Regions from separate parts of the Mus musculus genome. Here regions 1, 2, 3, 4, 6 and 7 are each linked to region 5. Evidence: chromatin contacts called from public promoter capture Hi-C data. All regions are on one chromosome and are shown on one strand. The core of a region is the stretch at or near the end of the contact, and the rest is flanking DNA. Distances in the headings are between cores, read along the strand shown.

Region 1 (3,981 bases), core at 186-2,685, 2.8 Mb before region 5:
AGCCACCACGTTTAGGGGCATTTCTTAGTCTCTTAAGTCATTTCACTGCCTGCCCTTGCCTTGAATACAGACTCCCAGCTCAGGGTGCCCATATCAGAGGGCTTGCTGCTAAATGGGCAAAACTAACTTCATGTCCCACAACATTGGAAGAACAGGAAGCTAAGGACATAGGGGTCTTGCCGAGGTCAGCCCGCCTTCACATGTTCCTCCTTGTGCCTCCAGGGGTTTGGCACCCGTCTGGGCACGGCGCCTGGCACGGGCGAGTTGGGGCTGGGCCGGGAGAGAGTGAAGGAAGGAGGGAGGAAGGGGCGGAGAGAGGGAGTGGTAGCGGGCGGGGGCTCGGGCGGGAGATGAGCTCACGCCGGCCGGGTTGGGCTGGCTGGGGGCCAGCCTGGGCGAGTTCTCGGCGCCAGGGGCCCCACTCCCCATTCCGGAGGGCGTAAGGGGTGAGAAGCAATGAAAACCCGACCCCCAAGTCCATCCCCACACTCTGGGCTAGCAGGTGGCGCACCCTCCTGACCTCACCTGAACCCCAGAATGCTCCCCTTGTCTAGAGGAAGCTGAAGCGCAAGCCGGTCCCTTCCTCCCCCAGGGGGCGCCCTTTCCTCAGGCCTCCTATCTGGATATCTGTCGCACGTGGAACCGCTGTAACTCAGGTCTTGCCGAAAGGCACCCCGTCTTTCCTGGGTCCCCTCCCGCTTAGCTCTTCATCACAAGCAGTCCCATGCCAGACTTTCCTAGTCTTCCCCCACTCAAAGACAGACCTAGAAACTTGAGATATGCCCCACCACCCCATGCGACTCTGAAACACTCCTTGCTGACCCACTACGCACAGTCTGCGAATTTGGGCCCCATCTCAAAAGTTCCCAGATCCTAAGATCCTCGCCTTGACTGAAAGGGATGAAAGCTAGTCTCAGTCCGTTCACGTGGGACACCACAGTTCCAAAAACACTCAATGCTCCTGAAATCAGCGCCCTGGAGATCCACTCCCCAAATAAGGAATTCAGAGCCCCCTTCCTCAAAGACCCCACGGAGTCCCCAGCATTTCTGTACATGGAATCTGGGCTCCTGCTCCCTAAGGCATTGTCTCCAGGGTCCTCCCTCCGGGCACTCCTCCCTTGGGAGCACCATCCCGCACTCACAGGCGCGGAAGCCGGGTCCCCCCGGGGCCGCCCCGCCGGGCGCGCCGCTGTCCACGCTGGTGGCGTTGCGGGGCGCGCAGGTCGGGGTACAGCGGGAGCCAGTGGGCCCGTGGATGCAACGCAGGCCGCACACAGCGGGGGTGAAGCGCACGCGAAGACGCTCTCGGGGTCGGCCCAGTACGGGCTGCGGCCCCAGCTGCGCCAGCAGCACCAATAGCGACACCCAGAGCAGCTGCGCGCCGCCCGCCATGGCTGCAGCGCCGCGCTCCACCGCGCCGCCGCCCCAGCCCGCCCGAGGGGCCCGGCCGCGCCCGCCCGCTCGCCCGCCCGCCCGCGGGGGAGGGCGGCCGCGCCCCCGCTCAGCCCCCCCTCCCCATCGCTCCCTCCCGGGCGGCCGCGCGGGGGCGCGTGGGGCTGGGCGCTTAGCCAGAGGCGCGAAGGCTGGGCGCTAGACTCGCAGGGGGGAGGGGAGGGCGCCCCCTCTGCTCCCACCCGTGCTCCAACAAGTGGATGGGGCCTATGGGGAGTAGCAGGGAAGGGAACAGGTGGGGGCGGGCGGGTTTGCTCCCAGAGAGAGTTGAATCCATTGAGAGGAAATCCATTAGAGTAATGGGGGCCGCATTTGGGGAGCCAGCTGAAGACTGATCCTCTGACCAGGCACGGGGGTAGGGGGTGGGGGGGAAGAGGCTTCATCTAGATAGAGGACAAGGATGGCACATTTGGGCAGCAAGATGGTACATCTGTGGGTGACGAGAAGGGTCGGTGTACAGGACACATAAAGGAATTAGAGGAGCTGAATTCTGGAGAGGAGACTAAGGCGCTTACACCTGAAGACGCCACAGCACACCAAGACTCTCTACACCTGGTGGGAGAGGTCAGAATGAATAAAGCTGTGGGCGGGGGTCCTCACATCTGGCCTGGGGCACACATCTGGAAAACCTTAGGAAGGAGGGGGATGCATCTGGGCTGAAGGCCACACAGCAGGAGAGGGCTTCTGAGGGTAGTTGAGTCTATAGAGTGCTCTAATCTGGGGTACCGGGCTGTAGTAAAAGTAGGGTCAAGGGACGGTCTGGCATGTAAGAGGGAAAGGTCTTTGGCCCCCAGCCGTCCCGCAATCTTGGGCATTTTGTGCCGGGGCAGGCGCCAACCCGCACAATCGCTTTTGTTGTCTGGACTGGTTCAGCCTCGCTCTCTGCTGGGCGAGTTGCCCCCCTCTTCAGCCACGGGAGCCCGGACGCCTGGCTTCCCGGCCCCACCCTGATGGGTCAGCGCCTTTGGCCTGCGTCTAGTTCTGTCCCTGGCTCACCTCATACTGCCGGACGCAGGGGTCCCTAGAGGTGGCCGCATCCTGGGGAGTGGGGTGGACCAAGCTACAATAGGGGACTGGTAGGCGGCGGCAGCACCGTGGGAACCAGACGGCTTTATCTGGCCCGGAACCACCCCCCTCCACCCCCTACACGGAGGAAGGGCGGATGTTCTTACCCCGGGCCTGGCCGGCAGGGGCGCGATGTGGGGGCCTTCTTTTCAGCAATGCCCGGGCCCACGGCCCTCGGGGCCGCCTTTGCCTCAGCAGAGCTCGGGCCTCCTGCAAACTAGGTGGAAGAGGGTGGAAGAGGCTGTCACTACTATTAAATTGGCCTCCTCACCTCAAGGGGGGGGGGAACCCTCCTAAGCCAGGAGCACTTCCAGGAGTGGGTTTGCCCAACATTGCCCCCAGCCCTTTTATTGGGAGCAAGGCTTGGGATATCTTTAGAGAAATACTTTCAGAGAAAGGACTATGGAAGAAGAAAAAAAAAAAAAGGGTATGGAAAGAGAAGCGATATGAGATGGATGGGAAGGGAAAAGTGGGTGGGGCGTAGAGACAGAAACAGATCAAGAAGCAAAGACCCAATGATTCAGCCAGGCAAGGAAGAATAAACAGAAACACAGACAATGAGTTAATAGTGAAAGGCCAGTGTGCGTGTGCGTGCGTGCGTGTGTGTGTGTGTGTGTGTGTGTGTGTGTGTGTGTGTGTGTTGGAAGGGGAGGAATTATATGCTTACGTCAGTGGCTGCCAGTTGAGGGATACCTGACTCTTCTCCACGGGACTGCGGCTGGGGCTGGGCACCGAAGGTGTTGGGGTCAGGCACCCCTCTAGACCTGTGCACTTGGCAGGTGGGCAGTTCCGGACCCTGCAGGAAGCTTTAGAGACAATCAGGGATTCAGTAGAAAAGCAGGGCCAAGCCTCTGCCATCGTCCATCTCTTCATTTTGGATGACGCTGGGGACCCATACCCATACCCCACCTGGAAGAACCCACCTCGGGTGCAGCGGCTACTCTTAGGTGTCTGGTCTAGGCAGCAGTGACAGGCAGCAACACTGTAAATAGGAGAGTGGGACTGTTCAGGCCTCAGAACAAAGGAGAGCAGGGGTGGAGGACAGAGGAGAAACCAAGACAAGATTCAAGGGAATTCCAAGCACTCATTACTATCATTATTTTGAGACAAGGTCTAGAATGTACTGTGTAGCCCAGGTAGCCCTCAAACTCACGACAATCCTCCTGCTTCATTCTCCACTAAAGCTAAAGTTACATACATAAGCCATCACGCCAGGCTTAAAATTATTTCAAGAGACTTTCAAAGGAGAGTTCTAAGCGAATCTACAAGCCTGGACTGTCTGGGATCTAGAACTCCGCCCACTAATTCGAGGAGAGTGGAGGCTCAGACGCCATCCTAACATCGAACAGTAGGTGGCGCTACATGCACAGACCTCGGCGGCTGTGCACTGCGGTGTCGCCTTAGACTACGGGTCCAGCACAGTGCTGAGGTGGTAGGGATACCGAAGTCCAGAATTGGGAATCC
Region 2 (4,149 bases), core at 1,638-4,137, 2.6 Mb before region 5:
TAGCTGACCTCAGACACACCAGAAGAGGGTATCAGATCTCATTATGGGTGGTTGTGAGCCACCATATGGTTGCTAGGATTTGAACTCAGGACCTTCAGAAGAGCAGTCAGTGCTCTTACCCACTGTGCCATCTCGCCAGCCCCAAGAAGCATCTCTTACCGAACTTGGAGCTCACCGACTTGACAAGGTTAGCTAGCCAGGGAGATCAAAGAATCTGCTGGTGGAGAGATGGCTTAGCAATTAGAAGTACTGGCTGCTCTTGCAGAGGACCTGGGTTCAGTTCCCAGTACCTACCTGGTGGCTCACAACTATCTATAATTGTAGTTTCAGGGCACTGGATGCCTCTTCTAGCCTCTGCAGTCACCAAGCACACATGTGGTTCACAGACATCCATGTGTGCAAAACACCCATACACATTAAAAAATATATACAACGCCAAACATTAAAAAATAATAAATCAATCAATCAAGGATTTTCCTATCTCTGCATCCTCAGACCTATGGATGGTGGATATGTGCCAGCCACCAAATCTGACTTTTTACCTGAATGCAGGGGATCCGAATGCAGGTCCGAATGCTTGCACATCAAATGTTACCCACAGATCCATCTACCCAGGCCCATAGTGTGCAACACAGTGATGACAGTCCCAGTTGAAGGCAACGTGGTCAGTAACAAAGTAACAATATTAGCTCAATGCCACAGTAAACTAACTGTGTTACAAGTTAATTAGGGTTGGTTTGGTGGCCAATGCCTGTTGGGGGTTATGTATTCATATGCTAAATATTGGCTCCCAAGGTCTGGTTGCCCCCAACAAGGTGACCCTCAGCTACACTATGTGATGCTATATAAACCCTGCTCCCCAATGTAAAGCTAATTGGTTAATAAAAGGCTAGAGCCTGCAATTGGGCAATAGGAAGAAAGAGGCAGGCCTTGAGGATAAAATGAGGGGTCTGAGGAGAGGCCAGGGTAGGAAAAGGAAGGAAGGATAAAGGAGCCCAAGGAAAGAGGCCTTCAGGACTGGAGATGGACCATGAACATGTGGCCAGGAGAAATAGACCCCAAAAGCAACCCCAGGAAGATTCAAACAGCACGTAACAAGAGACTTACGGCAGAGATGTACAAGAGACTCGCGGCAGAGATGTATGTTAGAATAGTTCCAAAACCTGCCCAATTTAAGTTTACAGCTTGTAAACAAAATGCCAGGACTGTGTATCTTTTATATAGGCTAGCTAAAACATAATAATTCATTTTTACAAACACCTATAGGCAGAGGTAAGAGGATCAGGAATTCAAGACCACATATGGCTACATATGGAATTCAAAGCCTGCCTAAGCTACACAAGGCTCAGCCAACAAATGAACAAACGCTCAGAATTCACATTTTCCTGGTAGTGTCCCCATGCGCTTTTGTTGTTGTTTGACAGTTTCGTGTAGCTCAGGTTGGCCTTGAACTTGTAATGTATCAGAGGCTGAGGTAGAGATCCTCCTGCTTTAGCTCCTGGACATTGGGTTTACAGACACACAAACCTGTTGGCTACTGTGCATTTTACAAATGGGAAAGCAGGAATTGGAGAGGCATGGTTTGGTGGCCTGGGTTTCCCACAGGTTTAGGGGTGAAGCTGGGACCCTGGGATACCATAGAATACCATATAATATCCCACACCATGGAAATATGTGAAACGTGTACCCACAGAGGAGGGAAAGCTATAAGGCTGGGTGGCTCCTTGTGGGTAATGCTGAATACAGATGTGTTAGTGGAGAGATGGAGACACCAGGGCGATTTGAGGGTAATCTAAGGGGAGATGGAAACAGGAAGTACAAGAATAACTGGTATGAAGAGATTTAGGGGAAATGGGGGTTTCATGAAGGAGATGTGTGGGTGACTAAGACAATGATGACAGAGAGACCGGCTCATCAGTGCTTGCAATCCCCACACTCAGGAGGCTGAGCAATTGGATCTAAAATTCAAGGCCAGCCTGAGTTGCACTGGTGACTGAATGCTAATCTCCCGCACAGGTACCCAGTGCTAACAAAGATGGAAGAGTGACCAGCGGAGCACTGGGGACAGCAGGGGCGTGTCTGAGCTGACATACTTTGAGGTTACAAGGAGACCCTGTCACATAAAAAGAGAAAACTGAGCATATAAGGCCAATCAGGGCTTAAGGGGAATGAAAATGAATAAAAAGGACAATGTTTGTGCTGAAGAGATGGTGCAGCAGTTAAAAGCACTTGTTGCTCTTCCAAAGGACCTGAACTAGAAAACCCAGCATTCACATGGGATGGCTCACAACCATTCGTAACTACAAATCCAGGGAATTAGACATCTTCTGATCTCCTCGGGTAAATGCAGTCACAGATACTCAATTAATTGTAAACAAACAAAAAAACAAAAATTACTTCTTAAAGGAGGGGGCGATGTGAGAGAGGTCATGGCGTCAGAAGGGGAGGGGTGGTGACGATTTAAGTGGGGTATGATTTAAGAGAAGGGATGAGGGCACCTAAGTGGGCCAAGGACGATATAGAAGAGATGCATTATAGACGAGAGGGTGACACAGGGAGGGCAGCCAAGGTGTCGCGCACCAGATCGCACAGTACCTGCACGTCAGAGTCTTCTACTCCAGAACCTAGCCCCGCCTTCCCGCCCACCTGTGCGCAGGCGCAGTCGCGCTAGACTGCGGGCAGGGTGGGGGCTAGACTTGATCCTTTCTGATTGGCGGCGTTCTTCGCGACCGAGGCTCTGTGTTGTCATGTGATGGTCGCCGCCCCACACTCTCTTGCTGGTTGGAGGCTAGGAGGGCTAGAGCGGCTGGTGGAAGGTGCAGTCTGGCTTCCGGTATCAAGGGCAGGACTTCCGGGGCGGGCGGCCCAGGCCGAGGGAGGAGTGTCTGACAGTTGGCGCGACCCGGAGGGCGGGCGGGCGCCTCGTGGGGGTGCGGGCCCCAGAGTGCCAGGTGAGGTGCGGGACTGGGACGGAGGAGGTTAGGGATGGAGATACGGGGTGGCCGGGGGTCTGGACTTCCCGCGCAGCCCATACTGTACGATCAGATAAATGATTTCTCTTTCTGAGCCTCAGTTTCCTCTTCTGTACAATGGGGGCCCAGAAGCTGACCGTAGAACCCGTGTAATGGGACGTCAGGTCGTGCACACCCGTTCTGCTCTCAGAGCTCTCCATGTTACTCTTCCATCCTCGTTAGCACTGATGATGGGTACCCGCGCGGGAGCTGCCCGAGCTAGCAGGCCAGCGGGTTTGGGTTCTAATCCCAGCTTCCCTTTGCAAGAACTGGGCCTGTGTCATTACCTTTCTGAGCCCAAGTTTTCTCTGTTTAGTGAAAACCGATAATCTCAGGCTCCTATGTTCGTCGTGTGGATCCTGATGAATGTCTTTGGCATACCAACAGCTCGGTGGATCGGGATTGTAGCTGAGAGTTCTAACAACATAGAGGAGGGAAGCCCAAAGGAAGCAAAACAACAGTCAAGAAGATTGTTTGCCTCTTTCCTGAGTCCTGAAATAGCGATTTAAAATAATGACTAATGCATGTTCCTCAATTTAAAAGGGGGCATTTTGCATTGTTATCCTAGCCAGGAGAAGGGAACCTTAACTTGAAATACAATAGAAATAGAACATTCCTCTTCATTTGTGGGCAGTAAATGAAAGATACTTGAAAAGTTGTTTTGTTTGTGTGTTTGTTTGTTTATTTACTTATTTATTATTTTTGAAGCTGGGTCTCTGTTTGTAGCTCTTTCTGTCGTGGAACTCACTACATAGACCAGGTTGGCTTTGAACTCACAGATAAACTGCCTGCCTCTGCCCCTCTACCCAGTGCTGGGATTAAAAGCCTCTGCTATCATGCCAGGGTGGCTAAATAGTCTTATATACTTGGTTTCCACCTCACATCTGCATGCAACTTACATTAGGTCTACAACTGTCCCAGTCTGTCACTAGTTTAGTTCAGATTTAATGAATACCTGTCAGACGTAGTTGTAGGAACTTTGAGTTTGCTGTTTTAACCCCTCTAATATATATATTTTTTAATTTTAAATGACATGTTTTATTACACTGTATGTAAAACCAGAGGATAGCTTGGCCTGGTGGCCTTTACCTACTTAGCCTACTTATCTCTCTGCCCCTCCCCACCTGCCGCCCCCCCC
Region 3 (4,036 bases), core at 368-2,867, 2.3 Mb before region 5:
AAGCTATGCACACACAGAGCAGGAGACAGAGGCAGAAAGAGCTGAGAGCTGAGACTGGGGATGTGGCCTGCAGCACCCCAGGAAGAATTCAAGTGACTGTAGCTAAGGAAACACTTATGGTGGACATTAATCTCTAGTTACGTATTCAGCGCCCCATGGCTCCTGTGGAGAAAACAGAGGGCAATTAACTGATTTTACTTCCATGAAGGATAAGGGGTAGCACTAAGAAAAGAACTGTGACACAGGAAAGATGGAGCAGACCGACCAGAATCACACTGTGGAGAGAAAGGAGGACGGAACACATTGGATGACAGAAGGCTAAGCATCTTTATAAATGATCCAAAAGCCGGTGAAACAAAACCCAAGCTTTGCAGAAGCAGTCACTTGGGTCTGTCTGGAGACTCCTTGCCTACCTCAGTAATCTGCTCGTGGGATAACTCAAAATAGATGGAGTCTTTAATATTTAAAAGTGCAATACAAAATATATGAAGTAATAGATGCCCCGCCAAGAAAAAAGGATAAAAGAGAAAGCTTTCCACAGCAACATCTTCAGGTAATGAGCGTTTCTCCCACAGGTGAGCGTACAGGAACAGTTCCCTTTCCAGATCCCCTCGTGTCATTAGAGCTTAAGTGTCTCCATTTTTATTGACTTCACTCAGAGTTGAGATGCTGTCCAAATCAGCTATGCTCTGTTGCTCTTGGAGGGTGTTGTTCTATCAGTTTTTTAAATTGACAACATTTGAATGTGTTGATTGATTTTGCTATCATTCCCTATTGTTCTAGCGGGACTTCCCCCCTCTTCATGTTTAAAGGTGTGCTATTTGAGTATACTCTGAGTTAATTTTGTTTATGTATTTATGTACTTATTTGTTTGAGACATTTGGGGTATCCTCTGAATTTTAGTTTATTTAGTCCTTTCAAGACAGTAGGAGTGTATTCTGAGTTTATTTTTAATTAATTTTTTTCAGACACCTCCTCTGCCTCCTTAGGGCGGTGACTAAAGGCATGTGCCACCATAATCTGAGTGTATTTTAGTTCTTAGACAGGGTTTCACTGGGTAGTCCTCGGTGGTCTCTTCTCACAGACATGCAGCTGGCTGTGCCTCCCCATCGCTGGGATAAAAGCCATTGCTACCACGCCCATGTTTACTGTCACTTGATGACTTGGCCTCTTTATTAATCTACCTCCATTTTATAATCGACCTGAGTTTTCTTTTGATCATGCGAAGATGGTTACTTTGAATCTGCTAGAGTATTTATCTTTAATATATTTTCTGTAGTTAACACATAGCTGGGTCTGACTTTTCAAATCTAAATGTGGCAAATTTTGGCGTTTAGACGATTTACAGTACTTTTAATGCGATTAGTTTTATTAAGAGGCTCGTCTAGCCTGCCTAACGGACACAGTTCTGTTGGTACATAGCGATACGGTCCTCAGTCACATTTTCTATCTAAAGCAGGGAATTCAGACTCCTCCGTCTTCTCTACAGGAGAAAGAAAATCAGTTACGCGGAGAACCGGAAGTACCTTTTGCTCAAAGGAGGGCGCCTCCCCTTTAAGCGCGCACCCACGTGGGCACTCCCACAAGCCACTGGACTCGGTTTTCTGATGGGCTGGCCCGAGTTGCACGCCGGGATCTCCGGGACGCTCCAGGCTTCTCCAGGGCTTTGCTTGTGACAACTGTGTTTTCCGGGACCACCGCGCCGGAAGTAGCGCATAGGCTTTTGGTTTATGTCTCCCCAGAGTAAGACCGGAGCCAGCGGGCTGGGAGGGGTGTGTACAGGCGGTGGGGTGGCTGTATGGTGTGTGTGTGTGTGTGTGTGTGTGTCTTTGAGTCTAACTGTATACACACCTTGAGCTCTCTGCATAATCTGTGTCTCTGTGCTTGTCGCTGTCTGCTCCTGCTTTCTCTCAGGGACACAGGGACTAAAGCAGAGGACCAAGCTTCAGTAAGGGGAGGTCAGGTGCGGGGTCTGAAGGGAAGCTTTCCCCGAGGCTCAGACTTGAGCTTAGGGCTATAATTTAAGGACGGGGGTGTCGTCTTGGAGGGAGGGTACTTGTTGAGTCCCCTGACTTTCTCAGAGCTGCAGCCATTGAGCATGCTCTCAGATATGGTCTGCGATCTCATGCTTACTCAGGCTTCCCTAGGTGGCCATTCCAAAGGAGGGCTGGAGAGGGATGTGGATTCAAGAATGAGTTTTCTGTTTCTGTTTGAAAAATGAGGTTTTAGTTTTAGAATATGGAATGGAAGTGAGGGAAGGAGGAACAGGCGAATTGATACCTCCACCATTGTGTCCCTTACATTGTCCCTGCCCTTTCCACTTAGTTTCAATGATCCGTGGCGTCTTCTCCCACAATCTCTACCTTTTCCTGAGATGTTGTAACTAGGAATTTCTAGAGGGTAGCGTTAGGGCTCTCAACTAAATCAATTTGTATCTTGATGGTGTCACACCTCAGATGGCCTTTGATCTTTACAGGCCTTCATTCGAAGCAAGGGAAGAATGTAGGCGATAGATGGTCTGGTCACCAGGGAGGATTTGGGGAGTGGGAAAGTAATAGCACTGAATTTGGCATCCTTGAGGACTAGGTATTTTGTGTGTGTGTGTGTGTGTGTGTGTGTGTGTGTGTGTGTAAAATGGGTAATGTTGGCCAGATGCAGATGAGCAATGCCATGTTTAAATATAGGGATGTGGATCTGTGGTATCCCGTTGGAGTCTTGGTTCTGTCCCCTCAGGCTCTCCAGGCCTGTCAGGAACCTTAGGATGCCTGTGGTGAAGTCTGTTAGCGCAGTGCCGCCATATCCTAAGGGCCTGGTGTGCTTTAGTTGTTGCTCTGTGAGGTCATTTTGGGTTCCTTACCTGGTTATTGCCGCTGGGACAGGGCCAGGGGATGTGGGCCACAAGCGTGGATGGCTGCTCCGGACCTAAGGCTGGTTTGTATAATCATGTACATTCCCTCTTTTAAGGAAAGTCCCCCCCTCTTAATGATAATGTCTCCGTGATAATCAAAGACAGCATGAGTCAAGGTGTGGCTAATGTCTCCACAAAATGGGACCTTCAGAACAGCACTTAAGGCTGTGGGAAAGAACTCTAAAAACATGGATTCAAAAACAAATAATTTCTCAAATAATGAGGATGCGGTATGAATTATATGAGGGGGCTTCAGGAAGAGCCAAGGCAGCTACAGTAGGAGCCAACTTGTCAGGAAACCACTAAGGGAGGAGGTAACGGGGATTAGGGAGTGGCAATTGTAGGAGATCCCACCCCGCTATGGTTTTTGTTTGTGCATTAAAGGGCAGATGGATTCCTGAGCTCAAGGTCAGCCGGGGACTCTTTAATTTAGGCCCACGAGTGGTATAAATGGTAATTTCCGTACAGGGTCCCACCCTGTTAGTTTATCTTTTGTGTAACTGCGGCAGGCAGATCTCTGAATTCTTTTGCAACTCTAAAAAGAAGGTTGTTTGTGTTTGCAGTCTCCTAAGAATTAAGGGGCAGGGTTGGGGGGGTGGGTTCCACTTGATGCTGATTCATTGGCTAGTCCAAAGGGAACCTGGAGTAAATGACTGGATTGATGTGTAAAATAAAAGACAAGGTTTTGATCTGCAAGAGATGAGTTATCCAGAGAAATTTTCTAGAACAGCAAGAGAGAACTTCTTGGAGAGCTGTCTCAAGCAGAAGAGAGAGAGAGAGTGAGAGAGTAGGTGCTATCTGGAAAGCTCCAGGAAACAGACCAGAGAGGAAGCATGCTGTTGAGTTGTCTCGGGCAGAGCTCAGGCTGCTGGCTTTGACTCATCCTGCTGTTTGACTTGGAGTTCTTTGATTTTGCTGCTCCCAGACACCCCTTCCTTCCTCAGAACCCCTCTCCAGCCTGAGGCTGTTCCTAGGTAGTCATCGTGTTTCACAATGTATCTCTTGAGCGTCTGCTGTGGCTGACATTTTGTAGTCCTTGATCGGCTTCTTCCCAGCTCTCCCACTGTCAACGATGGCGCTGCACATCCAGCCTCCGCCACTCAAACCCCAGTAACCGGCATCTTACTG
Region 4 (3,906 bases), core at 1,206-3,705, 2.7 Mb before region 5:
CTCAAACTCAGGAGAGTTTAAGACGCTAAGTAGGTGGTAGATTGTGGCCAACAGTAGATTATTCCTTTAAGTGGGCACCCTAAAACCACTGCTCTTCTCTTCTTTCATAGAAAGCTGTAAGTGACCACATGGCTACCTGTGTGACCCCAGCCAAGTCACTTGCCCTATCTGGTCTTCATCTGTGAAAATCCTACAGAGGTCTGGAGATGAAATGAGTTGCTCACTCAGCAACCATGGGATCTGGTACACGCCAAGCCTCAATCCATAGCTCTCCTTATTCTTTTCTTCTCATAGTGTCTGAATTCCATCCAGAGCCTCACACAGCCATGTGCTCCACCACTGACACACACAGCCAGCCAGCTCTGAGTTTTCCCTCTTTGGTCTCATATCTTAGCAAGTCCGGGGGTCTGGTCAAGAGTCAAAAAAGAGATGGGTTCAATGCTTTATTCTGGCGGTGTGGAACTCGGTTTCTCTGTGCTTTGATTTCCTTTCCTATTAATGGGTGGTCACAACTGTTTCCCCAATGGAGGATACTTGGGCCAGAGGAGGCGCTTAGCACTTGGCGAGCTCTCTGTGGGCCCAGCTTGCAGCTCTGGCCTTTCCGGGGTGCAAAGGGAAAGGGGTCCTGCGGGATCCAGCAAGAGCCGGTGGGGAGCTGAGCTGAGAGTGGGATCCGAGGCTTTAACCCTTCCAAAGCCGCGCCTCTCTGCCCCTGTGGTCCAGTCACCGTGCGGAGGAGGGGGGCCTGGGAAGGACAAGGCCTTGGGGTGACCCACGCCTGGTTCAGTGGCTGAGCTAGGTGAGGGTGAGGGGTTCATTGGATCGCAAGCCTCTATCCGGCTAAACAGATCCGAGGGCTCAGGTCGCCAGCTTGTGGGGGAGGATGCTGGGCCAGGTGGGGAGATGCTGGGGAGGGGCCGCCGTCCGCACCGCCGCTCACCTGGGCGCCGGCCGCCGATGCGGTCCCGGATGCTCGCCGCGCAGCACCGCCCTCCCTGCGGGCGTTCGTCGCCGGGCCGGGCCCGGCTCTGTTCGGCCCCACCGGCCCGCCGCTCGGCCAGATCCGCATGCGCCGCCGCCGCCGCGCCTCCCCCCACGCGCCGCAGCCGCTCCGCACGCCCCCGGGACCCCTCCCGCACGCCGCCCCGCCGCCCGCGCTGTCACACACCGGGCCACGCGTGTGATGCACAGCCGCGCTCGCGAGCGCTCGAGGCAGCGTCACACACTCCCACACTGCCACTCACACACCGGGCCCCTGGCAACGTCATACACACTCTCTCCACATGCACACTCTCATGGTGTCACTCCTTCGTAAGGGGTCAGTCAGGGTCAAACCTTCTAACTGTCTGTCACACGCAGTCACTTGCAATGTTTTCCTCTCTGGAATGTGTCCTGCAGGGTCATTCACTGTGACACACTCTGATATAGCCACCACTGACAGTGACACTCAGATATCACCAGTAGTTACCAATACAGTAAATAGTGCCCTGCAGGATCGTACATACATTGTTACTCAAATACTGCCACCACCACAATAAGGGTCACATGAAATCACTTGAACAGTATCACAGGATGGAATAGTGCTCTGCAGGACCACGCACTGTGACACACTCACATACAGCCACCACCACCAATAGCACATACAGTCAGGCATGTCACACACCTCCAAGGTGTCACAGAGTATCTACGCTCACACAACACAAAGTTCACAATCGCATAGTCTTACACGCTTAAAATGTCACACCAGTTGCCTAGGCACAAAAGATGACACACCCTGTGTTGCTACACACCCATACATCAGAGCCTCAACAAGACACAAAAGGAATCTCAGTTGATGTCACACACAGTCACACATAAATGGGATCATATCACGCACCCATGTGGTGTCCCAAACCTTCCCAATCCGAAAGTATCACACTCCATTACAGCTTACCATATCACACAGGCTGAGTACCCCTCACAGTATCACCCCCATGGACGCCAAATAACATTAATGATCTCTATACACAACTCACATTGCAACACAAGGAATGAAACCGGGTGTCGCCCACAACCATGCTGTCCCTTGTGGTCACTGAGGGTCACACAGGCACAAAATCACCCCACACACCCCTCTTGCTTGTTGGGAGGACGCTTTGGTAGAGGGAAGTACCATCTCAGAGCCTGTCTGTAAGGGGGCGTGAGCAAAGAGAGCACGGTGGGCGTAACGCCCCGGCCGGCCCCGCCCCGCTCAGCCCCGCCCACTAAGGGTGGCTGTCTCTAGTAGGCAGAGCGCTAAGTGACAAACTGCTCTAGCACCGCCCACTCCCTTCCCTAGAAGGGGCGTGGCTTCTACGTCTAAGCGCCTATCGGAGAAGGGGCTCTGGAAATGCAATTTGACTCCTCCGCCTACTCATGCTCTTTCCAGCGGGAGGCGTGGTCGCCTCGGTCCCGCCCTTTGAACCCAAATTAGGAGGGTGAGGCGGAGGCTGGAACCTTGTCTGGTCCCGCCCCCTCCTTCTGGGTCGAGGAGGACCCGCAGCGCGCCTCCTCGCAGCCACTGTGTTCCCGCGCGTCCTCGGAGTTCTCAGCTTTTCCGGCCCTGGACCCCGCAGCATGACTGTCAAGAAGATCGCGATCTTCGGTGCCACCGGCAGGACCGGGCTCACCACACTGGCGCAGGCGGTGCAAGCAGGCAGGAGCCGGGGCGGGTGGGGGAAGTCATGAACACCGGGCGGAGTTTTGGGAAAAGTCGTCCTGGGGGCCGGGCGGAGACCACACGGGGCGGTGTGTGCCCCAGCCTGTGGGCCAGCAAGTGGTCACGGGGGCACAAATGGAGGACTCTGACATTCAGCGTTATGTGGGTTCAAGGCGTAAAGGAATTAACTGTGGGAACCTGGAGGACTCCTCTGACAGTTCTATGCAAACCAGGGGTTCTTATGAAATGTCGTAACTGTGGTGGTGGTCCTAGTTAGCACACCCAGAAAGGGTTTTCTGAGCCAGGACTAGCTTGGCATCCAGCCAGCCGGGCCATCTCCTTACACGTGTTAAAATTCTGGTGACCCTCATTTGGAATGGGAACTAGTGTGTTACCCCACTTGACACATAAGAAAACTGAGGCGGAGAGGACTTGCTGGTACATGGCTGTGTCGGGATTTGAACTCCGGTCCGTGGTCTTAAGCACTAAAAAACTGTCTGCAGGCTCATAGTTTGGTCACTGGAACAGAAAATCGAAAAGGTTAGGCAGCAACTTACTTCAAAGAGAATGGAGGTGATCACCCTATAAGAGAGGGGCAGTCCAAGAACTGAAGTCCTGGGAAGGACATTGAGCTTTGGGGCCTCCCGAGGGGAGGGCGCAGGATCCCCCATCATCCCCTGGCTCCTCAGTCTAGAAGTTAACTCTGGACCAGACGTGAAAGTTCCAGATAAAGAGCCACACCCTTGCTAGCCTTGGCGATTCTTAAGATATTGACTATCAGAGTGCCCCAAAAGGGTGGAGGCCACAAAGAGCCCAGTCCCTGCTGGTTCCCAGCACAGCTCCTGCTTTGGGTGAGGCTTTTTCTAGAAGTTCCATCCCCCCGCCCCCCATGGGCTATCCTTTCCCCCAGGGACTTAATGAGGGCCTTAATTCGTGGCAAAGGAGAGCGCCCTGGGCCTCCCAGAGAAAACAAACTACAGGCTGGCTGTGGTGGTGTAGACCTGTAATTTCCCCCACCCCTGGAGAGGCAGAGGTAGGAGACTCAGGAGATCAAACCTATCCTTGGCTGCGCAGCAAGTTCAAGGCCATCGTGGGCAACCTTAGACCCTATGTCAAAACAACAAAACAAAAGCAAGCTGCTGATAAATCATTTCTAGGGAGGAACAGGGAAAGGAAGAGAGAAGTTGACAAATGCTGTGTCACCATGAATTTGTGGAGTATCCTGTTAA
Region 5 (3,883 bases), core at 1,202-3,701:
GGAAAACAGCACAGGGAACAGGCGAACACTATACACTGCCGAGCATGGCGGCACAACCCTGTAATCTAAGCACCCCGGAGGCAGAGGTGGAAGGACTGCAACAAGTTCAAGGCCAATCTGTCTGCAAAGCTAAGCTATACAGGGTAACCAGGATGACAGTCAGCTGATCTCAGAAAAAAATGGTAAATTAGTGCAAGTGAAAATATGGTAAGTTGGCTGAATTCACATTCAGTAGCTAAGTGTAATGGAACTTTACATTCCTGTAGTTGGTGGAAAGAGAATAGCTCATGGGCTCATGTATTTCAATAACTGGTCCCCTGTTGGCAGGACTCTATGGGAAGAATTAGGAGGTAAGGTCTTGTCTGAGGAGGCGTGTCACTAGGGGAGGGTTTTGAGGTTTCAAGACTCTGCTGGTGCCCAAACTTACACAGGCACAAACATAAATAAATGATTTAAGAAGCTGACTTTAGAACATATACTACACTCATATGTGTAAGTTATAAAGTAAATGGGGTTACTTGCCTTTGGCCTATCCATTCTAGTACCCCCTATCCCACAGTAACAATCATTCTGTGTGTGTGTGTGTGTGTATACACACACATCTATCTATCCTGAAGCTTTTTCCCCAATAGAAAGAAATTCAAAGACAGCTACCTTATTCCTGACAAGTCTATATTCTGAACCTTGTCCTACTATGTCTGAGACCTTTCAGTGTCTATATAAAGCTCCCTCCTCATTCTTCTGCACGACCACTGGATAAGCTTATTATCATAGGTCAACCGAACCATCCTTTAATGGATGAGCATGAAATGTTTCTAATACTTTTCTAGGCTAAACTTTGCTGTCACGAGCAAACTTGTGTCTGTATTGTTTCACTCAAACATAGTAGATACATTTGTAGCATCAATTTCCAGAACTGTGGGCTAGGGATATAGCCCAGTCAAGAGTCAATACACATTACCTCCAAAAAATTGCAACAAGCAAACCCTCACATTCTAGCTGCTTTTCTTTGGGGGATTTCTTGTCATTTTGTTTTTGTTCTTCAAGACAGGGTTTCTCTGTGTAGTTAAGGGGTCCTGAAACTCTGAGATCCAACTGCCTCTGCCTCCCAAGTGTTGGGAATTAAAGGTGTGTATGTGTCCAGCTTCAGTGATATTTAAAAAACTACTTTTGTTTCGTTTTTTTGTTTTTTGTTTTTACAATGTATCAACTAGTGGCAGCTATTCATAAATTTGAAAGCTACCCACTTGCAAATCTTAATCAGGTACTGCTTAACTTTTACCATTAGGAGAAAAGCCAAAGCTGCGGATGTCTTTAATGACTGCCACAGCAGGGAGAAGTAGTTTTTCACATGTGCTACACAATTCACAGAACTGTACTCGTGAAGGAGTTATGACATCTACGATATAGCACAGTAATCACTAAGTTTTTTTCAAAAAACTAAAAACATGGACCAGTGAGAGAGCTTGGGGGGGGGGGTGTGCAAAGGCGCTTTGCTTCCAAGGCTGACAACCTGGATTCCGACCCTAAACCCACATGATGGAGGACAGAACCGACTGTGGCAAGCATGCCCACACAAATAAATGTATATATATATATATATATATATATATGCTTTAAATGAGGAACTGTGCCTAACCTAAATCTAAATTAGACCCCTTAATCCTGGGTTTTTAGTGAAATGACGCTCTTCAAACCGAAACTCGAATTTGCCTAACAGCTCTATTAAAGTACCTCAAAAATCAGAAATGAAGTCTATGGCTGGCACCCCCGGGACAAACAATTCCAAACCAAATGTTTCCTTAATTAAGCATGACAGAGTAATCTGTATTCTACCTCCATTCATAAACAACCGCGTTTTAGTACACAGATCGTCTTTTAAAATCTAAACATGTTTACTAAGGCTTTCTGCACATATCACGAAATGCATTTGCGTATAAAACTCACCATCAATAAATACAGTTTTAAAAGTATTTAACCCTTAGCTTCATCCCACCTTTCAAGTAATCAAATAAAACGGATGCTCTTCGGGAAGATGGCCCCGTTATAATTATCAGCACTTTCGACTCGGGAACTACCGCGCAGACGTGATACTTCAACATGGGTCTCCTCATTGCCTCGTGAAGCATAGCCACCCACAATCCTACACCCAGCTCCACACCCACTCAATCATTCCAAATAGTGGGTCAAACTTTGCAGTCAAATTCGGTCTCAAACGCTCAAGCTTTCCTCAGAGGCCCCCACCTCCGCCTTCACCAAGATCCAATGCTCTTCAGCCCACTCCCTGAACCCCGCGCTACACCTCCAAAGATCGGAAACACTGCCCTCCAACCTCCCGAACCCACCGACCCAGGACGCCCAGATCCCACCTCCTACTTTGGCGCCACGTGGACACGACGGCCGTGCTGACCCGCGGACAAAGACCAAAATGTCCACTCGCTGCCCCTGCGTCTGCGCACTCAGGGAGTGAGTGAGCACTCCCAGAAGTCTCCGCGACATCTCAGGGCTTGTTCACTGAAGCCTAGCCAGGCTGTTGTCTATTATCAGCAATACTGCTTTTACGACTTTGGACTACACTTCCCACAAGGCACTGCGGGTTGCTTATCCGTCTCCCACGCACAAACCTGGCCGCCTCTTGTGATTTGGGGTTTCTTAGAGTAGATTGTTGTCACTTGGACCCAAATAAGCTCACGCCTGGTAAGATGTTTGGAGTGGGGACTTCCTCTTTGGTACTTCACGGGCGGCGTCTCAATAATACACTGAGCCCAGACCCCAAGGTGAAAGGACACCATCTTTGTCCGGGGCTGATGTGGCTATGGACTACGTTTCCCAGAGTCCATAGCGAGCTGACATTGTAGCTCAACTTTGATGAAACCTTTACCTTTGGCTGAAGCAGGATGCGCGCGCCTTCTACTGAGACCCAAGGTAAATGGTCTGGGGAGTACTGAACGGGGGTGGGGAACAGGCGTGTCCTGAACGGGGTTGTGCACGCTGAAGCAGGACTGGGCTGCGGGATTCTAATTGTGGTTTTGATTGTGGTGGTGACCGGTTGTCAGTGCTTACAAGTAGTGTGCTGTTGTAATCACCTGTCTCCAAGGTGTATATCTGATTGTTGCTGTGCAAACATATGTGATGTTATGTGTTCCGGGATCTTGTGGTTGTGGAAGTGGTATCCCGTGGTCCTGTAGTGTGTTGTGTGCTCGATAACCTTTATTCCTGGGGTTGTGTGGATATAGTTGTAGCTGTGACTGTGTATCTCTGGGTTAAGTGACCTTGTGTAGTACTGTGTGCAGTGTTCTGTGTCCGTGGCTCTGCGTCGGCAGTGCGTGAGTATCCTTGTGTTCTTGGAGAGAAGGGAGAAAGAAGGAGGAGGACTTTGTGACAGTGTGTAATACTGTGTGTATGCGGGTGTGGACTATCTTTGCTAAAGAGTGACTGGCCCCTGAGTGAATGTTCAGTTATGGCTGGATGATGCAGAGTACTGTGCCTTCTGCGTGCCACCATGTGTGATTGTGACTATGTAAGGAGGACCTTTAGGGATGTTAGGGAAGTGATTGTACCACAGTGGCAAGCAAACTGACTGGGATGCCTAGGTGGGTAAAGTTCTTGTGGCACAAGTCAGTTGTCATACTGTGTTTGTAATTATCCTGTAATCCAAGCTCCTACAGAATTCAGAGACAAGCATTTCCAAAACCTCTCAGATGAACTAGCTGGGAGTGTGTAGCAGTGATCAGACTACAAGGTAGAAGGCTAGAACCAACACCCAAGACTCTACTCTGCCCTCCACAAAAATGGCATTGCACACACATACCTGAATATGTGCACACACACAAAGTTAAAAAAATTATTTCTAGGGCTGGAGAGATGACTCAGTGGTTAAGAG
Region 6 (4,008 bases), core at 1,194-3,693, 2.9 Mb before region 5:
ATTGGGGATGGTCTCTGGAAGAGCAGTCAGTGTGCTTAACCTCTGAGCCATCTCTCTAGCCCAGGGTCTTGGATTTTTGTTTGTTTGTTTGTTTTTGTTTTTTTGTTTTTTCGAGACAGGGTTTCTCTGTATAGCCCTGGCTGTCCTGGAGCTCACTTTGTAGACCAGGCTGGCCTCAAACTCAGAAATCCGCCTGCCTCTGCCTCCCGAGTGCTGGGATTAAAGGCGTGCGCCACCATGCCTGGCAGGGTCTTAGATTTTTAAATAAATAAATGAAGATGATTTCATGTCTAGAGGACTTATGTTCTAGGCTCTGACACTAGATCATTACCTCAAGGTTGGTTGGTTCTTTAATTACTTATGTGTACATGTGTGCCTGTGCAGGTGCATTCAGGTGCCTTTGGCGACCAGCAGGGGGCATCAGATCTGGAGTTGAGCTTACAGGTAATTGAAGCTACCTGGACACTAGGAACTGAACTCGGATCCTTTGGAAGAAAAGCAAGCATTCTTAACTGCTGAGCCCCAACTCCAGCACCTTGGGGGTTTGTGTGTGTGTGTGTGTGTGTGTGTGTGTGTGTGTGTGTGTGTGTGTGTGTGTGTGTGATAGACTTTCCCTGTATTCTTGGCTGTCCTGGAACTCACAGAGATCCTCCTGCCTCTGTCTCCTGAGTGCTGGGATTAAAGGCCTGTGCCATCACCACCTGATACCTCTTGTTTTCTAATGCCGAGGCTCACACATGCTGTATCACTGACATATACCTGCAGCTCCATGCTTTCCTCTTATTTATTTTGAGGTAGGGTCTCAAGTAGCCCAGTCTAGCCTCAAAACCAAGGATAGCCTTAAATTCTTGCTTTCCCCGCCTCTTTCTTCCAAATGCAGGGATTATAGACATGCACCACCATGGCTGCCTTCATGATCCCAGTGTACCAGGGAGAGCTTTGAGTTCAAGTTCTACCCTTTCCTTGCCCTTGTTTATGTCATCTGCAATGAACTCAGATACATGGAGTTTGTGGTGCGAGGCCACTGTGAGCAGTGGCCCTGTGGGATTATCCACTGAGGTGATTTTTCAGCCTGTCCCTTATGGCAAGCAGCCTGCAGCTCCTGAGTCAGACCCTCACCTTTGGAAGAGGACTGGAGGTGCTTTCAATCTTGAAATTGAGTCACCCATTGGAGGGACATTGGGCACAGGCCCAAGGTTTCAGGATGAGTCATCTCTTCATAGGCTAATAAGAAGTCAGATACGGGAACCCACCTCAGACATCATACAAGTTAGAGAACATGAGGTCCAGAGAAGGAGGAGGGCTCTTCTGAGGTCACACAGTAAAGGGACAGACTTTCCCAACAAAGGGGGTGGGGCTAGACAGCGACAGTAGGGTGCCGTGAGGAACACATCTCTTCAATTGTGGGAAAGATGTCCCAGCCACCAGCTGTTTCTATTCCAGACAGCAAGAGGAGTGAGTCAATTTTCTCTCATGCCAAGGCTCCTGACTCAGCGCTGGGAATCTTGACTGAGTGTGTTCTGGGAAATGTCAGGCCTTAAGGAAGCAGGGTTCCCACTGAGGGCCATCTCCTAAGTAGGCAGAGTGGAGAGTAGACTGCAGGAGGGAACACCGGCACAGTATGCCGCCAAGGGGAGTCATGGTGAAGGCAGAGAAGAGTTCCTAAGCAAGGCAGTGGATTTATATGTGCCAGGAAGGAGGCTGGGTGCCAGGACGTGGGTGTTGGTACAAAGTGGAGAGGCTCCATGTGCAAGGGAAATGTTTGCTTGGAAGAATATGTGTTTAAAGATTTCTGGGGTTGGGGCTGGCGAGATGGCTCAGCGGGTAAGAGCACTGACTGCTCTTCCAGAGGTCCTGAGTTCAATTCCCAGCATCCACATGGTGGCTCGCAACCATCTGTAATGGGATCTGATGCCCTTTTCTGGGGTGTCTGAAGACAGCTACACTGTACTTACATATAATAAATAAATAAATCTTAAAAAAAAAAAGATTTCTAGGGTTGTGGCTCAGTGGTCAAGAATCGTCCCTGGAATGCACAAGGCCCTGGATTCGTGCATCCGTGGTGGCAGGGGTTGGGGGAGGATGTCCAAATACATAGGATAGATTTTGAGCTTGGCAGGCGGAAATGTAAGTGGATATAATGGTTCAGACCTGCAATTTCAGCAGGTGGGAAGTGGACGCAAGAAGAGAGAGACAGAGAGAGAGACAGAGAGACAGAGACAAAGAGGGACAGAGAGGGACAAAGGAGGGTAGAAGAATTCTGTCAAGAAGGACCATTGGTCAGTACAATGAGCTCACGTGCGCACCGACTAACACAGAAGACCCACAGAGCCTTAGCCTAGGTTCCACCCCTTGCCACGCCTCCTCAGCGGGGTGAGTTTTTGCAAACGTCGGCGAGCTGCTGTGCTACCATTGGCTAGCTGATCAAAGGGGGCGGGTGTGCGGACGTTCCCGGAAGCTTAAGAGGCCCAGCGGGTGCTAGACCTGGAGCCTAAACCTGGTGGACTGGGTGCTTAGCAACGGGGGAGGTGCCCCGTAACGGGGTCGTAACGGGGTGTCTAGGCAGGGGGCAGCACAGGAATTGTGAATGCTTAACAGCCCAGGGTAAGGCGATGCCTAGCAACGAAAGGGGCGCTGAGAAGTAGAGAGTTGTCCTGGCGGCTCTGTGGACGTCTAGCAACGGGAGAGAACCTTAGCAACAGCGAGGAGTTTTGTGGGGATTGGGGAGGCGCTTATGGAAAACTTGAGTTCTTAGCAACGTGGGCGGGCTGGGGGGGGGGGGGTAACTAGAAGAAACCTGGAAATAAAAGGGGAAAAGATATGGGGGTTAGGGGGGCTTTTCCAACAAGAGCGCAAAGCAGGAGGCCCAGTACTGTAATCCTTATTATTTCTTAGGCAATGTGGCTGGAGCTAGGTGCCATGCTGCGCAGGACCTGTGGACCGCTGGGCAGGGCTGTTCGTCTGCCCTGTGGGGGGGCCCTAGGACCTAGGCCCCACTGGTGGGTAAGAGGCTGAGGAGGGGGCCTCCAAGGAAAAGAGGTTGAGGGAAGGGGGGTGGGGAGTAGGTAAAATGATGTAGATGGGTCTAAAAAGGATTAGACCTTCATTCTTTTAAAATCCACTTCTCTGCAGGGGCCATGTAGGAGTTGCTTGGCCCAAAGTGTTCATCAAGACCAGCCTGGAAGAGGCCTCAGTGAAGATGACATTCGCAGGGCACGGGAGGCCCGGCTCAGGAAGGCACCCCGGCCCCAGGTATCATTGCTTCCTCTTCCCCCTCCCCCATGATAGTCTGAGGAAAGTGGCAGCAAGTCTGCAGGGCTTTTCTGCCATCTTGTCCACCTTCCCTACCTCACACCTCTCCTCTTTCTCAGCTGAGTGATCGCTCTCGTGAACGCAAGGTGCCTGCCTCCCGCATCAGTCGCTTGGCCAGCTTTGGGGGTAGGTGTGACCTCGATCAGAGAGAACATTTACAGGTGAAGCAAGGGAAAGGGTGAATCAAAGACAGGGTTAGGAGGGAGAGAGAGACAAGGAAAAACAGAACGTAGACCTTACTGTTTATTGAGAACCTGATGTGAGCAAGGTCTTGTAGGCTAGGCCTGTGTTTATTTCTTCTATTGATGGAGGAGTGGGGGCTGAGAGGTGAGGTGGCAGGACTTTAGGTTCCGCAGCAAGATTGTTCAGACATGTATGAAACAAAAAGTAATGTGTTGCAACCAACCCTCCAAAAAGGAAAGGAGGTGGCCAGGACACCCACCTGGAATTTCAGCAGTTGGGATGTAGGTAGGAGGGAACAGGATGATCAAGGGTTCAAGGTCATTCCTGGCAACATAGAGAGTTTGAGGCCGCCTGTACTACATGAGACCCTGTTTAAAGGAGAGAAAGGTAAAGAAGGGAGAGAGAAAGAGGGAAAGGGCCATTGTAATCCCTGTTCTTGAGAAGCTAACACCGAGAGATTGAAAAGCCAAGCCTGGGAGTGCATGGCTGGAGGCTCAGCTGCCTGCTCGGTTA
Region 7 (4,000 bases), core at 1,270-3,769, 2.5 Mb before region 5:
ATGAAAACCACTCAGTCCCTCTCTTCTAGGGGCTAAAGTTGCAGTTAGTAACAAGCTTATACAAAACAGCAGAGTGGAATCAAGCAAACATAAACCAACAGCTAAGAAGGGACTGCTGAGGGGTAAGTACTGAAGGCGAAGGGAGGGGTCTCACATTCCTGGGTTAAGAATGACCCACTTGAGGGCAGGGAAGTGCAGGCCTCATTTGCTGTGGAGCCCCCTGCACATGCTCTGGCCTTGTGAATACCAAATGCAAGGCTGAGGCCATCAATTTAAAAGACAAAAATGAAAGATATGAAATGAGGCTCAGCAAGGATGGGAGAGCCCAAGGAGGCAAAGTCTTCCCAGTTGTATACCTAGGAGTATCTAGCACATGCCAGAATGATCTAGAAAGAAAGAAAGAAAGAAAGAAAGAAAGAAAGAAAGAAAGAAAGAAATGTCTCATCGATGAGGACTCTCAGGGAAAGAAACCATGGTGTCTTGTTGCTTGGAGATGGCCTAACTTAATAGCGGGCCCACTAATATTTGTTGATGCCCTGAGATACTTTTGGTCTAGATATGATCGATTTCTAGGGACCCTTCCCATCTGCTTGGCCCATTGCTGACTCAACCAACCAGTCAGCCAGCTTTGTAGAACCTGTGCCGGGCAAAGCAGCCTGGAAGTGTTTTCTATCAGCCACTCTCTTCCCAACGCCTTCATCTGCTCCACTCTGCTGGAGAGCCAGCAGCATCTAGAGAACAGTTTTGATTTGCCCCATCCCACCCCTATCCCAAGGCACACAAGGAAGTGTTTGGAGACATTTCTGGTTTTGATAGTTGGGAGCAGGGTTGCAGAGTACTAATGACCTCTTGTGCATAGAGCCCTAAGGCCACCAAACAACATAAAGTGCACAGAACAATCGCTCTGCCAATGACAAGACCACAAAGGTTAACCTTTGTGACAGGCTTGGGAAGCCCTGGCTTCAACTAAGCCAGCTCTGTCCATCTCTGCCTGGTAGACTCCAATGCCACGATCAGGTTGTGGGCATCATGAGGACAGACTCTGCAAGTGGCAATGAACACAGGGACTGTCATAGTGCCATGGATACACCATCATTGACCTACTGAATGAAAGAGACCTTTCTGAGCTTCCCTTTTCTTATTAATACAACCAAAGTCCCCCTTCACCTGGCCCTGCTTGCCCCATGCAGTGCCATCTGCTGTCCATTGCCCTTTCCAACGATCTGGGCTTGGCCTCATAAGATTCAGCGGAAGAGTTTTGGGAGAGAGGATACCACTTACTGTTGATGGACTTGAGGTCCCGGTGAATGATGGGCACAGGGGCATCATTGTGTAGATAGTTCATGCCCCGAGCCACCTGCACAGCCCAGTTGACCAGCACATGAGGGGGGACCCGGCGACCTGCCAGTACCCTGCTCAATGCACCTCCCCGAGCATATTCCATCACCAGGCAGAGGTTTGGGGGGCTGAGGCAGGCGCCCCTCAGGGCAATGATGTTGGGGTGCTGCAGGGCTCCAAAGAGCCGGGCCTCCTGGCGGACCTGCTCCGCTGTCACTGCCGGGTCCCGTTCAGGGTCCAGCCGAGCGGCCTTGACCGCTACTTCCTCTCCACGCCATACGGCGCGATAGACTTTGCCAAAGCCCCCGACACCGATGATCTCCTCCAGCTGCAGCTCGTGGAAGGGGATCTCCTGTGGCAGCTGGAGGTCTGAGGGTGCGGCGGGTGCAGCGGGGGCCACGTAGTTGCTGGGGAAGACGCCCACACGGCCGCTGGGCAGCTGCCCTGTCCACCAGCCCTCATCTCCAGACACCGCACAGTCCTGGGAAAGCACCTGGACGCGGTCGCCTCTCCGCAGGGTCAGCTCCTCGTCGCCCACCGCCTCGTAGTCGAACACGGCGGTCCACACTGGCCCCGCGGGGGTCGCGCCCCACTCTCTGGCCGCCGCCCCCTCCTCCTCCTCCATGGGGGAGGGGCCGGGGGCTGCGGGAGGCCGCTTCACGCAGGCTGCCCGCGGAATGCTGAGCGCGGGGCCGGGAGGCCGGGATGGGAGACAGTCCCTGCGGACCCCGGGGGGCTCCTGGGGACCATAGCTGGGGGAGGGGCCTCCGCTGGAGCGAAGGAATTAAAAAGAAAAAAAACCCCAAAAACCTAAAAAACACCTTTTTCAAACGATAGGACCGATCCCTCGGATTTGGCTGTGCAGGAGAGGCGTTAGGTTCACCTGTCCCCAACGATGTCAGGGCGCAGGGAGGGCCGGGTCGAGCGGGGCCCGCCGGCGGAGGCCGAGGCCGAGGGCAGCAAGCGGCCGCCCCTCCCCGCGCCTCTCACCCCGCGCAGCTCCACCGGCGGCCCCCGGCTCCGCATCCTCAGCCACGACCGCAGGGCCGGGCAGGGATGGCGGCGCCCCGGGGGCGGCCGCCCCGGGATGGGGTGGCGCGCCCCTCGGCCTCCTCACGCGAGGAACGCGTGGGCGGCCCCCATCCTCCTCAGCCGGCTCCTGGTCGGCCCCCTAAGTCCCTCTCCCCGCCGGGGCTCTTGGCGGTGTCCAGTGACGTGTTTATGCTGCCGCCGCGATGCCGCCTGGGAGTTGTAGTCCCAAGCTGCGAGGCCTTGGGTTCGTCCCAGGCTACATGAGCCCTGGTCCTTAGGCCCTATCTCCTATCAGGGCGAATGAACCAACGCTTTCTACAAGCCCTGCAGGAGACCCGTTCATGTTGGAGTTCACGGTAACTGACTCATTTAGCCAAGGGAAACATAGGAGCTGAATGAATGGAGATTACGGACCGATACTCCTAAAGCGGTTCGGACAAGGTTCGCAGGATAGTCTCTAGGGTCCCTGGCTGGAAGTGCATGCTGGGAAATGTAGTTCGTTCGTGGACCATTGCGCTCCTTGAACCACCTGCTTCAGAGAGCAATGGGTGACTGGAGCAAGTTAACGCACAGACTTGTGCTGCCTCTTTGGGCAGGAGCAGGCTGGAGGGCGAAGTGTACTGTCTCGAAGATTTCATAGCCAGATTTGCTTGCCTCACCAGCTATGGGATCACTGGCATCTGCAGTAAGAACTTGTCTATACTCTTCTGCCTCCTATAATGAGCTTCAGTTTGGAGAGAGGGGGCTGAAAGGAGGGGTTTCCGGGGGTGGGGGCTTTGCTCAGATGATGTCATTAAATCTTCACGAAGAGCCTCATTTACAGGTGACTCAGAGAAACAAACTCACTTTGTTCAAGATTGCTAAATTATAAATGGCAAAGCAAGAGTCAAGGGCAGTTTAAAAGAAATTGAAAAATTGAAAAACAAACACTGTCAGTGATCGTATTTTTAAATTGTGTGTGTGTGTGTGTGCGCGCGCGCGTGCGTGCGTGCACGCACCCAAAGAGGGCGTTGGATCTCCTGGAAACTTCAGTCACAGGCGGTTGTGAGCCACCCCATGTGGGTGCTGGGGACCCAAATTCAGGTTCTCCGCAAAAGCAGCATATGCCCTTTAGAGCTGACCCATCTTTGCCCCCTACGGTAACTAAGATTCTGGTTGAGTTTATTTGTGGGACAGGCAAAGAACTGACTGAGAGGGACAAAGGTGTGCGTGTGTGGAGCTTTATTGAGGCAAGCTGACAATCGCTGAGTTGGGAGTCGTTACAAGGGCTCTGTGTTTAGCATTTTATAAGACTTATGGGTCCTCTCATCTTAACATTTTGCCTAGGCATTTGTCCTTCTAACCTTTCTCTAAGGAAGGAAACAACCCTGGCAGGAAGGCCGTTTCTCTACCTGCCTATATATTTTTCTAACTTATCCTCAGCACCATGTTTTTAGAATGCTGCCTTTCTATGTATAGAATGCAGAAGGTGAGTCCTGTATAACGTCAGTGGCTTGTCCAAGAACTATAAACGTCAGGGGGTAGAATCCTGGGTCTTTCCAGTTTGGTGATCCTAAATGGCTTGAGACTCTGGATAGAGGAAGGAAGAGAAGAATTTTAAGAACTCTCATAGCCAGATTCTGAGACACTG

Evidence for each region. Promoter capture Hi-C pulls out the DNA fragments that hold promoters and counts their contacts.
Region 1: a contact with region 5 is called in a promoter capture Hi-C map of pre-B cells, with 2.6 times the contacts expected there. The contact joins the promoter of Ltbp4 here to the promoter of Zfp146 in region 5. A contact is called at or near these places in 3 of 39 promoter capture datasets (hippocampal neurons, liver and pre-B cells) and 1 of 484 Hi-C or Micro-C datasets (B cells).
Region 2: a promoter capture Hi-C map of liver shows a contact between it and region 5, with 5 times the contacts expected there. The contact joins the promoter of 2310022A10Rik here to the promoter of Zfp146 in region 5. A contact is called at or near these places in 2 of 39 promoter capture datasets (both in liver) and 1 of 115 datasets of contacts at active chromatin or transcription factors (thymic regulatory T cells).
Region 3: a promoter capture Hi-C map of liver shows a contact between it and region 5, with 6 times the contacts expected there. The contact joins the promoter of Zfp59 here to the promoter of Zfp146 in region 5. A contact is called at or near these places in 4 of 39 promoter capture datasets (frontonasal cranial neural crest, hippocampal neurons and liver).
Region 4: a contact with region 5 is called in a promoter capture Hi-C map of liver, with 5 times the contacts expected there. The contact joins the promoter of Blvrb here to the promoter of Zfp146 in region 5. A contact is called at or near these places in 4 of 39 promoter capture datasets (erythroid cells, hippocampal neurons and liver) and 1 of 115 datasets of contacts at active chromatin or transcription factors (astrocytes).
Region 6: a contact with region 5 is called in a promoter capture Hi-C map of liver, with 6 times the contacts expected there. The contact joins the promoter of Coq8b here to the promoter of Zfp146 in region 5. A contact is called at or near these places in 2 of 39 promoter capture datasets (hippocampal neurons and liver).
Region 7: a promoter capture Hi-C map of pre-B cells shows a contact between it and region 5, with 2.9 times the contacts expected there. The contact joins the promoter of Map3k10 here to the promoter of Zfp146 in region 5. A contact is called at or near these places in 4 of 39 promoter capture datasets (hippocampal neurons, liver and pre-B cells).

The regions. Positions count from the first base shown.
Region 1 is chr7:27,332,213-27,336,193 of GRCm38.p6, forward strand. It overlaps Ltbp4 (latent transforming growth factor beta binding protein 4), which reads right to left and starts at 1,436. Exons shown (of 30, transcript NM_001113549.1): 1 at 1,143-1,436. The coding sequence starts at 1,392. The region is part of intron 1 of Gm30543 (a long non-coding RNA gene); the gene reads left to right.
Region 2 is chr7:27,550,403-27,554,551 of GRCm38.p6, forward strand. 2310022A10Rik (RIKEN cDNA 2310022A10 gene) reads left to right here and starts at 2,888. Exons shown (of 10, transcript NM_175107.5): 1 at 2,888-2,951. Pld3 (phospholipase D family, member 3) reads right to left here and starts at 2,816. Exons shown (of 14, transcript NM_011116.2): 1 at 2,596-2,816.
Region 3 is chr7:27,836,967-27,841,002 of GRCm38.p6, forward strand. Zfp59 (zinc finger protein 59) reads left to right here and starts at 1,618. Exons shown (of 5, transcript NM_011762.3): 1 at 1,618-1,743.
Region 4 is chr7:27,445,523-27,449,428 of GRCm38.p6, forward strand. Blvrb (biliverdin reductase B (flavin reductase (NADPH))) reads left to right here and starts at 2,456. Exons shown (of 5, transcript NM_144923.3): 1 at 2,456-2,674. The coding sequence starts at 2,596. It overlaps Sptbn4 (spectrin beta, non-erythrocytic 4), which reads right to left and starts at 1,067. Exons shown (of 36, transcript NM_032610.2): 1 at 941-1,067.
Region 5 is chr7:30,167,290-30,171,172 of GRCm38.p6, forward strand. It overlaps Zfp146 (zinc finger protein 146), which reads right to left and starts at 2,452. Exons shown (of 2, transcript NM_011980.4): 1 at 2,370-2,452. Gm5113 (predicted gene 5113) reads left to right here and starts at 2,586. Exons shown (of 3, transcript NR_157376.1): 1 at 2,586-2,925.
Region 6 is chr7:27,230,570-27,234,577 of GRCm38.p6, forward strand. Coq8b (coenzyme Q8B) reads left to right here and starts at 2,444. Exons shown (of 15, transcript NM_133770.2): 1 at 2,444-2,604; 2 at 2,896-3,003; 3 at 3,133-3,252; 4 at 3,372-3,438. The coding sequence starts at 2,899.
Region 7 is chr7:27,672,062-27,676,061 of GRCm38.p6, forward strand. Map3k10 (mitogen-activated protein kinase kinase kinase 10) reads right to left here and starts at 2,520. Exons shown (of 10, transcript NM_001290528.1): 1 at 1,282-2,520. The coding sequence starts at 1,963. It also overlaps a transcript of Zfp607b not described here.